2 separate regions of the Drosophila melanogaster genome follow, and region 2 is linked to region 1. The links are chromatin contacts, called in public Hi-C maps. All regions are on one chromosome and are shown on one strand. The core of a region is the stretch at or near the end of the contact, and the rest is flanking DNA. Distances in the headings are between cores, read along the strand shown.

The links. Hi-C and Micro-C count contacts between places; a contact is called where the count stands out from the background.
Region 2: a contact with region 1 is called in a Hi-C map of the OSC cell line, with 2.7 times the contacts expected there. A contact is called at or near these places in 11 of 107 Hi-C or Micro-C datasets (the D17-c3 cell line, the Kc167 cell line, the ML-DmBG3-c2 cell line and 4 more) and 2 of 7 datasets of targeted methods (both in the Kc167 cell line).

What each region holds. Positions count from the first base shown.
Region 1 is chr3L:14,284,377-14,290,549 of dm6, reverse strand. All of the region lies in intron 1 of fz (frizzled), which reads right to left. Among named protein-coding and RNA genes, the nearest start is that of fz, 13 kb to the right of the region's middle.
Region 2 is chr3L:14,460,509-14,466,681 of dm6, reverse strand. All of the region lies in intron 4 of bbg (big bang), which reads left to right. Among named protein-coding and RNA genes, the nearest start is that of lncRNA:CR46031, 39 kb to the right of the region's middle.

The DNA of each region.
Region 1 (6,173 bases), core at 1,535-4,034:
AGCTCTGATGCCCAGGATTTGGTGCTCAGAATTAGGGTTGAGTTAGTGTGCCTCACATGGATTTGAAAATAATTTCGTTACTCACACTTGATGAAAGCTAAGGCATCCGAGCTTGCAATTTGGGTTTAAAATCCGAAATTCAGGAATTGTAGACTTACCTAAAAGAAACAGAGTAAAATTGTAATTTAGTAAGTTATTCACAAAGGCTTAAATTATATATACTTTAAAAATAATCAATATTTTCACATCTTAGTTGATTAAGACACCCATAAATTAAATTAAATCCATTTCATTGCCGAAAAACACTTTGAAACTAATAAACAAACAAATAATTCCTTAGGGTTGCACTTCAAGTTTTTTACACAGTTGGTGGAATACCAAATGCACTATCCGACGCCATTGATCTCCCCTTGAAAAAGCCTTAAACATTTTACGATTACACAATCAAGCGAAGCTCTTGACTCATCAGAATTCCGTGCACCTTGAGAAAGGGATACAATCACTCAAAAAGATACCTGATTTCAGTTTGATAGCTTTTAATCAGCTTAAAAATTAGTAGCCATAAAAAGAACTCACTCCTCGCTCGGCGGAAGGTCCTACATACATCAGTGGCAAGATTATTATGCTTAATGATGTACAACATAAAAATCCTTTTTTACGATATGCAAAAGCATTTTGATAATTTGCTTTAAATAATAAACAAGAGAAGAATTCTCCTCGCCGTCCGTGAGACTCATCACAGGATGCAGGCAGCCATAAAAAGTTTGAGCTTGCCGTAAAAAACACTTAAAGGAGCTGAATCAGGGGCGGTAGGGAAGTGCAGCGGTAGGAAAGCACCTAATGGGTTGCTTAAGAACACGTTGCCACTTTGCTATGGAGATGAGAAAAATCATTTTCATGTAAATTGACACGTTTCATTATGAAGATGGATCTGCAAAGTAGAAGTAGTGGTGGCGAATCTGCTGCTGAAATGAAACGGGTCCCACGTTGGGCGCCATTCACTAACAGGGCTAAGATGATGAGCTGCACCACCAGGAGCTGTATGTGGTTGTCATTGCCAGGGTGACAACTAACCGAAGGGAGAGAATCTGAGAAGTGGAGAGCCGCGTATCATCATGGCACACACATTGTGGTCGCGCTTGCCGGTTGCGAAACATGATATGATATGTGGTAAATAAACAGCCAGACACCAAGCTCACATTGTTCTTGTTTTAATTTTGTTTTTTGTAGGTTAAGGAGTGGGAAAGTGCGAGCTTGAAGTAGCAACAATTGGCCGGTAATCCCTTTTGATTTCGAAACAGGAAGCAGCCCAGCACGACAAGTTTTAAGTTTCCACATAATTAAGCGGTTCGATTTGTGTTTGTGTGTACTCTGAAAAGGTGACGAAAAGGGTGATAAAATGGGGTTAGCAATAATGCCAATAAAGACCGCTGTATATTTTTAAACTTTTTTTATAATTTGTTAATATATAAAAATATGCACTTCCTGAATACTTCAAATTTGTTGGTTTCATCAGGAGAACATTTAAATATTCACAAAAGAATGTACACCGTTTTTATATGGCAATTTTATGTTTAAGCTAACCAAAGGCGTACAAAATTTCAGCACGAAATCTCGAGCTCTCAAAGTTACGATCTGTTAACCAACCGACTTTCCTTTGCGGATCGAGAAACCTATCCTATCATTAGCATTTTAACCAGCTCGTTCAGCCAGACCGCCCCCCAATCCAGATGACCGGCAATTGTGGTGAAGCATTCTCGATGCTTTCACCCAGGTCTTAACCCACTGCTGGTGCTAGGGGGCATGATGTGGACACTCCAACGGAGTTGACTGTAATTTTGTACACATGCTGATATCGCTGAACCAAATCACTTATTCAGGCGGTGGGGAAAAAATAAAACGTGAGTTCGTTTCCCCGGCATCTGTTTTTCTTATGCTCACCTATTTACAACCGCTTTAACCTAATTTCATTAGAGGGTTGCCGGAGGGGATGGTGCTGGCTCCCCAGTCACCACCAACTCAATTAAGCCGGAGATAAAAAATCAAATGGTCCACTATGCTGGCTGCAGACCTCAACACTCTCATTTGCAGTTGAATGAGAAATGTGAAATGGGAGCGGAGAATTGAATGCTGCATGTGGTTGTGAACCTGGTGGCCACTCATCGTCACCAAGCATGTCAAGTGTTTTTAACCGCAGCCCCTCATGTATTTCGTATTCCCCCATCCTACCGTCAACATAAAAATCCAATTTTCGTAATTAAAAAAAATAAAAGCCATGCAATACAGCTGCCTTGGGGGCATTCGCAGCGCCAGAGTCCGAGTCTCATCTCATTAGAGCACTTCCCGTAGTGGCTGCAGGCTGCCTCATCATGGCCCTTTCCGCCCATTTAACGGTGGCATAAACACTAGAGACCAACAAAATTCTGTATATCGCGAAAATACTTAAAACTTGAAACCGTAACACTAAATTCGTTTCTTAAATAGATGCGGAAAATAATGTCTCTTATGATTAAAAATATGTAAAGAAAACTGTGCCCAACATTTATTTTACTAGATTTTCACTCGCTTCTTTCAGTGTAAAAATTTTACAAATCTGAAGCTGGAAATTCAGTTTTAAAACCATTAAAAAACGAAAAAGAAATAAATAGAATGGATAATAAATAAACAAAAATGTAAGAAAGATGGAACAGCGCGAAAGAGATGGAACAACAAAACAGACAAAGAGGGCAGCACTGAATTGAACATTTATTCTATGCCCTGCTGGCTCTCATCGTGTGTATGAAGCACTTGAAACCAGCATATCATCGTTGGCTATAGACAAAAGTCGGAGCTACAGAAAGAGACGGGAAAGTTGAAAGGAAGGGGACAAAAATAGGTGAAGGAAAAGGGACAGTGGATCGGCCATCAGTGTCCGAGAATCGTTAAAACGCTTAGCACGTTTTTAATTATGCCAGCGAATGGAATACAGCGCACTATTCGAGGAGTCAACGGAGGGCGAGTGGAGCTGTGGGCGTGGCCTGAGGGCCGTCGCCCTTAATTTTCGGTGATACACTTCAAGCGGCAGACTGCGATTTCCACTTAACTCCAGTCAGCTTTTTCATTGTCTGGCCATTCGTCAAATGCAAATTGTAGTTTTGTCTACAGGAAAACAACAGAAATTGTATGTAAATTTGGACACCAAGGAATACTAGATCTGGTAAATGGTTCCGAAATAATTCATAAGAGTTAAAATTTAGCCTACTAAAGCTAAAACCAATGCATTCAATGCATTGAAAATATATATTCAATTAGTTTTAAAAAATTCAGATAAGATGAGAAATACGAAAATGTTTTTAAAGTAAGTTATCACTCGTTCGTCATAGTACGTACTTTCCATGCGTTTTAAACACTTTAAAGAACATTTGAATTAAGTTTTTATTTAGCAAACAATCTATTAAGCTCCTTATAGCCTTTAGCTAAGTAAAGAATACCTAAAGCTTTTTCATATTTCTATGAAATATAACATTTCTGAAAAGCCTGTCCAATCTATCTAAAATTTTAAGCCACTTTAACATAAAACACTGCCATTTTGCTGGCCATAAGCTTTGTCTGCAAAACAATAAAGAATAGACAAATATTTAGCAACAAACAGGAAAAATAGATAGACAAAAAAATACAGTAAAATAATTTAGCGAGAATAGAAAAAATGCTGCAGGATATGAAAACTAAAAATAAAATCCAGACAAACTTGTTGGCTTGGCCTGAATATCTCTTTGTAAATTGTCCTGAGGCAATAAACTGAACAATAAAAAAAATTGATAAAATAAAAAACATTTCGGGTAAATGGAAAAGAAAAACGCAGTCGATTTGTTTTTTTTTTTTCTCTCTCTTGTTTTGGTATGGCAATTATTGAGTTGGCTTAGAATTTGCAATTTGGCGAGAAGTTCAACATGTTGCACAGTCGCTGATTTGCTGTTGCAAGTTGCCAGTTGCCTGTTGCTTTTTTGGCTGCCGCCCCAAACTGCCCGTTGGCAATTTTCACAGTTTGTCAAGGGGCTGTGGAGAATGGTAAAAAAGAAGAAAAACTGCAGCCAAAATCGCCTCTTTTCCTCTCCAGACATCAGTCAAATGTCCAACTGCAGCAACTGTGGGTGCATCTCTCACCTCCATTCTGCCCCTTTCCTGTTGGACTCGTTTGGTTGTTGTTTTTCCACCGTCTGGGCTTAGAAACTCTCGTCTATTGACAGTAGCCATAATTTGTTTGTCTAGCTAACGTGGCCAGGATGAGGTGAAGTGGTGGTCTTCGCTGAAGTCGAGTGGCAATTGCCGACTACGCTGATGGCTTAAATATTAGATATGTGCAGTTTGCTTTTTTTCTGCATTTACTTGGCCCGTTTGGGCCACAAAAACTGTTGACAGTTATAAATGATGGAGCTGGCTTTACGTGGGGCCAACGGCTCATAGGAAGTGGCTATCTGAAAAGTGGACTAGTGACTGCTAGCCAAGCCTTCAAGTGAGTACTTAAGTGTACCTAATCTGGATGTCAAGGAAAGGAGAACTGTACCGCGGAAGTATAAACCAGAAACATTCTGCTGCTAGCATATAATTTATTAAAATAACTTTAACTACAGTTGTTGCAGAAAATCGCATTATTTTTTAAAAATGGTAATTAAAAATAAAAACAAAAAACGTTTCAAAACAGTTTCTTAATTCAACTCTCAGCGGTACCCGAATCGACAAATCAATAAAAGGTAACCAACTTCTGAAATGGCCTGATTACAACCATAAGCCATTATTTCTTAACAATAAAATAGTACGGGACCAAAATAAAAGCGCCTAAACACCTAAATTTAAGTGCCAGCCGAACCTAAAAAGCGATTTTCAACCATCAGGAGCTATTAAAGCGGCAATTTGCATTCATTTCACCTTCAAAGCGGATACCCATATTTTGAGCCATGCCATTATAACGGCACATAAATGTGCTAAATAACTGCTAGTGTTGTAATTCGATATCGCAAAAAAATAGAAATCATGGCATTTAACCCATATTAGCCGTGGCAAATTGATTTGGTGGCCATGCCGCCCCCTAACCGCCCACTTCGGACACACCAAAGGCGGCAGTAAGCGCGTTTATCGTTTATCGTTTTATCGCCGAGCAAATTTCCTTTCAAGATAAACTCACAGACAGAGCAATGGCCATAAATTACGCACTAAAAGTTACACTTACGAGCCAATGCCCAAGATAAATGTGCTCAGATCGATCTATCGGCTCAGATAGCCATCGATTGAGTTTGAATTCGAGTCGGGGGCTTTCACTCTGCAAATAATATAATCGAAGCAAGGCATATTGGTAATCGAGGCAAGGCTATCGCAACAATTTAATCGCCAACTTTAATTGTAAATCTTTTCGCACAAAAAGTGGCACACCATATAGACCACAGCTATTAATGGCTCGATTCGGTTTGGCTTGCTTTTGGCCCGGCATTATAATAATGCTCTGGTAATAGTTCGATGGCCATAGGCGTTATGCCGGCCAGCCAAATAAGGTCCTCGGCTCCCTGACATGGCCAGCAATTTTCACTCGATGCATTGACAGGTGGCCAACATGCAACGCTGGTTATGCATAAGCCCAAGGAGCTGCCGTTGCATTTAGCCAGGTGGGGGTATCCAGGTGAGAGCAGGTGGGGTACACAACACACACACACACACATATTGCCAAAGCTGACCACAAAAATATGTCCAGTCTGCAACGGATGTTGGAAAAAAAATCAGCATTCTGCTTGATTGTTTGCTCACCTGCTATGCAAGCGAAAGGGAAGTGAGTAAATGTGTGCTAGATTGACTGAGCTAGGGTTCTAGAATATCGAGGGTTTTGAATAAGAAAGGCTTTTATTGCAAACAGATGGCCAGTTTTAAATACCCTAATATATGTCAAAAAATAATTAAATTACCCAAATGTATGGGTAAAATTAAATGAAATATATAATATATATATATTATTTATACAAAAAAAAATGTATAAATATGAATAATTTTGTACTTGCAAAAATCCCTAAATCCACTTGAACACAATTTTATTTCGTTATTTAAAAACTAGATTTCTTTTTAGTGGTGTGCATATCTCACAAGACATCTGTCCTATGTGATATGTAACTGCCTTCAATCAAATCGAACATTCCCACCTCACAACCTGA
Region 2 (6,173 bases), core at 1,927-4,426, 180 kb before region 1:
AAGGCTCGAGTCCCATTTAATGAGATTCCTTGGGGGCGCCAGACTGAACTGGTCCCTAGCATTACAAAGATGGACAAACAGATGCTGGCGATAAAGCCGAGAAGGAGGCTTTCCAGTAGCCGGGGAGAATCTCGACTTGTAATTATTAACTTACGGCATATTAATTTATTATTTGCTATTTAATGTGCCCAGCCCCCGAAAGACCCCGCTGCACTCCGTCCTTCGGACGCCTTCCTTCTGGTATTTTGCTGCCAGGCTGCGGGCCAAGTTTGCTTTTTTGACATTTGATGTATTTATGTGGTCTGGCCGAGACGTCTTCTTCGCTTTCCTGCTCGCTGTGAGCGTTTTGTGGGAAACTGTCCTGTCATGTGTTGAGTCCGCCTGGCATTCGCTTTTCTCTATTTTGATTGAGTGATTTATTCGGAAATTGTTGTTCTCGCAAAAAGGTATAATTAAATGGGCATAATGATGCCAAAGGGAAAGGCCAACGCACATCCAGCGTAGACTGTTGGCGGAAAGAGGGGATCGGACCAGTGATTTAGGGAGAATTGAATGAAGGAGTGGGTTCCAGCAGGTGCTCCTTTGGGAAATTGCTCGTACTGGTAATGAAATCAGATTTACGTGGCTCAATATTAGTGGGAAATTACTCCTAGAGAGGGGAGCTCGGCAGGGGGGGAGTTTCAGTAAATTATTGTAAAGATAATGTGAGAAATCATATTTTGTACTCACATAAACATATATTGTTCATAAATTAACTTAGATTGTTGAGAGTATAGCTAATAATTTGTGAGTAATTATTTTGAAAACTTGATATTCTTTTCCTTTTAAGCTTTCTCAGTTGCTTTATTTCTGACCAGTAGCAATCTTTAATACAAAACTATCAATCGCCTGGCACACCGGCAGGTGTTTCTGCCTACCACCTTCTTTTCACAACATTTTCCCCCATTTTAGTAAATCTTCGATTCTAGTTGCGGTGTACTAACATATTTGTGAATAAATAAATAAAAAGAAATGATTTCTTTGTTTACACACACATAAGGAAGTTATCGAGTGGTCAAATGTGCTATAAATAAATGCATTTAACTTGGGGTTTTCCTGTAGCCTGTATTTTCTCTTGGTTTCTGCGTTCTCTGCTGCGATTCTCCTACTTTTATTTATTTCTTTTTTGTTTTGCAACTCGAAGAATTGTTTTTAGCCTGGCTTCCGGCGACATCAAACTGCCGTTTGTTCTGTCTTGTCCCTCCCCCTTCTTCACCCACTTCTTTAGCTGTAATTCGCGAATAGAAAGAGAGTGGGGCAGTGAGAAGAGTGGGAGGAAGCGAGTCTCAGAGCAGCTGCCCATTGGCGTTTGCTCCGCTTGAATAATCCAACTTTGGCTTGGACTTCTATAGCTTTTTCAGCTTCATACCCTGGAAGATAGCTTCCTCTTCTTCTTCTTAGTTGTCTACCCGTGGTTTCTTCCCTGCTTCTTCTTCTCGGGGCTTTGGTCATCTACGAGTTGTGCGATTTCGAGTTTTGTTTTGAAAGTAATTCGTCTGTACGATAGCCATGTGCCCGTAATTATGGATTTTGGACAAGGGGGAAAAAAAGTGCTGAACGGAAGAGGAGGAGGAGGCAGAGGTCCAAGTTCAACCCACCCACATTTTATTGTTATCGCTAACAATGGCCAAGACCAACAGAAATAAAAGAGGCAAGGGCAAGAGTCGTAGAAGTGTAGCACAGCTGCTGTCTGAATCTTTTTTAAGGCTTAAGCCTCAAAGACGCGGTAATGGAGACCTGAAATTGCACAAAGGGGGATTCCCAGTGGGACATATGGCTTGTGGGGTCTAGGGATCAAAATCGTTAGCTATTTGTATTTACTTAAATTACCACAATTGGGTTTTTTTTTTGGCTATTTTCAGAATCTCCATTTTCTTTTTGCCTATTGTATTTCCAACACAAATCACAAGGCGATGTAAAGATTTTTCAACAATTTATTTCAATTTATTTATTTATTTGTTGGATCAAAAGCCAATCGGTTGAGCTTGTTTAATACTTTGCTAGACAATTTAGCAACTTTACATAGACTCTTTCTAGTCGCTGATAAACCCATCTCCAGAATCCAGATGCCCAACCCTAGGATAGCGCATACAACTCACTCACTTCAAGGTATAAGCAAATAAAAAAGCTATAGACAAAGAGGAAAAAGTCCAGGCAACGGCTATGGCGAAAAAAATTGCATAAAATGCCAAAGGCAAGCAAAATGCAGGCCGCAACTGCTCTGCTCCGCAGAATGCTGCAGAATCGGATTCAGAATCAGTCGGTGCATTGAACCCCGCGGTCTGGGCCTGGTCCACAATTCCATTCCACTGCACGCAAAACTAGAAACGTTCCTCTGCCGGCGATCGCAATATATACACACGGCCATATGGCGGAGTGCTCGGGGTATTGGTGGTATCCGGGGATATCGGGGGACCAAAGCTATAGACATCGGACGGACTTTCGCACGAATGCACAGGCCAACGTGTGTTCCAGCTGTTGTTACAGCCACAGTGGTCAGTCACAATAAGGCAACGCAGACTATGTCCCAAGAATTTAATATTACAAAATTTAACAACTCAATTTACTTTTACTATACTCAATATTGGAAATTTGTAGTACACGCACGAAAATTCCTTAACAAAGTTAATAAAAGATTTTCATGCGTTATAATGTATACGTGTATTTTAAAAACATCAAATTGCAATTTAAAAAGATATTTTTTTCAGATATCTATGCATTACAAAAATATATTCTAAATTGAAGTATATAAACTATAAGACAGTCCTTCTTAACAAGGGAATACTGTACTTGGGGTTGAGTCAGGCAGCGATTAGAAGCCTAAAAGGAAGTAATGTTGCAGAAAATGCAAAAACCAGCGAACGCGAGCGGGAACGAGATGGGGCGAGACTGAAAGAGAGAGAGGGAGCAGATCAGATTGCCGCTGCGCCTGCGTGGAAGAACAGGACTGTCCCTGTCTCTTTCTTACGTGCGTAGTCCGTCTCTTTCTGCTACGTACGCCTGGCGATTTTTTATGATGACTAAAATTGAAAAACGAAGCTGCGGTAAAAGCTCAAGAGTCCTCCCTCCTCTCCCCTTTTGGGTTATTATTGTTGTGGTCTTGGGGTCTCTTGGCGTGTGTGTAATTATCCAAGGACGCCGCTGAGTAATGAAACGACCTTGAGTGCAGCCCCGCACACACACAGATATAACCTGGTGTGTGTGGACTTTGGGCGTGATTTTTTCTCGATTTTCTTGGACCTTACCTTAGCAGCAAACTCATTTGTTACACATGAACAAAAGAATAGAACAGAGCTGAGAAATATACATGTATAAACTGATATGCCCAACAATTTGTCAGCGTCACTAGATGCGGGGGCGGGGTGATCTGCAATGGACAAAAGAGAACGCCCACCGCAAAAAGCACAACACCGAAATGGTCAGGAAAATGAAAAGAAAAGAATCGGAGAAAAGAACAAAACCTGCAAGAATCGAAATGAATGTGAAAACGTTTGTATTTGTCTGGCTGCAGATCTTTGAGCTGAAGTAATCGATCTTGGCAGAGATATGCCAACTGAGTTATGAGCACAAAGCTATTTTTGGAATGCTTTTAGTTTTCATAAATGATTGTGATCGAGATAGCAGAATTTTCATAATATTTCACAGAAAACTATATTGCTTATAAGCACAATAGAGTTAAAAAACTATTTCAGCAAAGGGATATTTTATTTATAGGAATCTCCATTTAACATTCATTTGCTAAAAGTACTATCTGAATATATGTAGAGATTTTATTGACTTCAATATTCAATTTTGACCATAACATATTTTAGAAATATTGATAACCAATATGATATTCTTGAAATTTATTGAAGAGTGCACTGTAACATCGCTTCTTTTACGTATCTTTTCCCGCCCCATCATCATCATCATCATACCATCGACTTGGACTAGGCATTCAACTAATCAGCCACAGAGCAAAAATTATTGCCATTTTTTACGCGCTGCTTCAAACGCGGCAGAAACCGCAGCCACCAACAAACATTGAACTTACAGCACTCGTACACTGAGCACAATAAAAACAGCTTTTGCAATTAGTCATCCCATCAATCACAAGCAAGAGGATATTTTGAAGAACTAACATTAATTCTTTATTTAACAGTTAAAATATAGTTTTCAAAATACTAAATATAATATTATCTAATTTTATTAGTTTTCGTTATAGTGTAGCTGTTGTTGTTTCGGTTGCTATTATCTGAAGTTGCTGTTGTTTCGTTGCTGGCATGCCAACAGGCTATCCACCATTAGGCCATAATCATCATCACACACGCCTTGGCCAAGGCCAGAAACCTAAAACCCAAAACCCCAATCCCCAAGCACCGATCCTCTGCTCGAGGAGTGCCAAATGCCTTTTGTCTATGAGGAGGAGGGATAAGACCTCTGGAGACGAGGGGACCGGATCGAAGGCAACTATTTTTAAGTATAGGTTTCGGTTTCATTGTTGCATTTCTTTTTGCGTTTATGAAATTAATGAACAGCTTGGCCGATCCTCCTTGGCTCCCTCTTCATTCTGGTAAACAGATTGCGGAGGCCGAGTAAAAAAGTTAAGACGGTTGCATCATTTTCGCTGACTCTTTTGTTGTTGCCCATTTATTGACCCGCATTTTTTCGGCCTTTGCGCATGCGCAATTTGTTCAGATTGTTCAGACCCTCGAGCCCATCAGCTTTATACAATTGAAATGTAAACAACGTCATCGCTCGCACATTCCATTTGCCTCTTTTTTTTTACCAATTTTTTGTGCCTTTGATTACTTCACTCATTTGCATGTGTTGATCGCTGCTTCCTTTTTCGCACATTTATTTATTTATTTATCTTGCAATTATCCCACTATCAAAGTCTCATGAGCAGCTCTCAGTTTTATTTTCAATTTACAGTGCTTAAGAGATATTTTTAATGACATATTTATTCACTCTTTTCTGTCTTTTCTGTTTCATTGCTTGGATATTTTTAGATGCTATGGCCCTTGCAGTTAGATAGTGAGTCACTACTTTTGCTTGGTAATAATTTTAAAAATATGTGGGAAACATATTCAGAAGATCATATTTAGCTTAGCAAAAACATCTACAGGTTTATCCTTAATTTTTTTTTAAACTTGTTTCATAACTGTGACTTATGAAGCTAATAAAATTCTTAAAACGCCCTTTAAAATAATCCCTCCAGGCAGACATTTTCCATAAAAGTTAACTAACATCGTTTTCAATAAGAACCATAAAAAGTTCACAGTCGCAAAAAGTTCAGTATCGTAAAAATCACATCATTAATAACTAGCAATCGATCATATTTTCCGAGTCTGCAATTCCCACCCATAGATGGCGCCCCAAAAGATTTATGTGTATCTTCAACTCATGAACTTTAGAGCGAAAATTTAACTGTCAGCCGACTTAGCCAAGATCCATGGGGGTGGACAGGGATTCCGGCGATCATCGGATGTGTTTTTGGATGCGGTTGCGGTAATTAGTGGGATTAATTGGTTTCGTGTTCGGTGCTCGGCCAAGACCTCACCTAGTAACCTCCATAAAACAATTAGAATCGACATAAAAGCTGCCATTTCAGTGCCCGTCGTAGGAACCAGAAATGACTCAAGTCAAGTCAAGTTAAGAGTGGCAGTAGAGGTGGGCTCCCAATTTGGTTGCAAGTCCAACTCGGTTCCAGTTTTCCAATGGGCTTGCTGTCAAACTGCGGCGGCTGCTACCGAGATTGTGGGCGTGACGACAGCCCACACTGACATCCAATTGGAAATATGGAAAAAGAGATAAAATACAAATAGCAAAATGAAAAACGAAAAGACCAAACCTAAAGCCAATAAGTGGCATTAGCCAAATGTGGTAAAACCATTTGGCAACTTGTTAATAAGCAATTGCACAGCACAAATCAGATGGAAGGTGCGTTTCATGACTCTATATCAGATACTCTAATGAAAAAATTGTTAGTTATTATTATATAACAATCAACAGCGAGAAATGAGTGTTTCGAGAAAATTAATTCTGTTTTTTGTTTACAAATATTCCCATACCTTCCAGTCTATCATTGAAAAGCTAACCAAAATTTAAATCACTAACGTTTGATATTTATGCCCCCCGCTGTAAAAGCTACC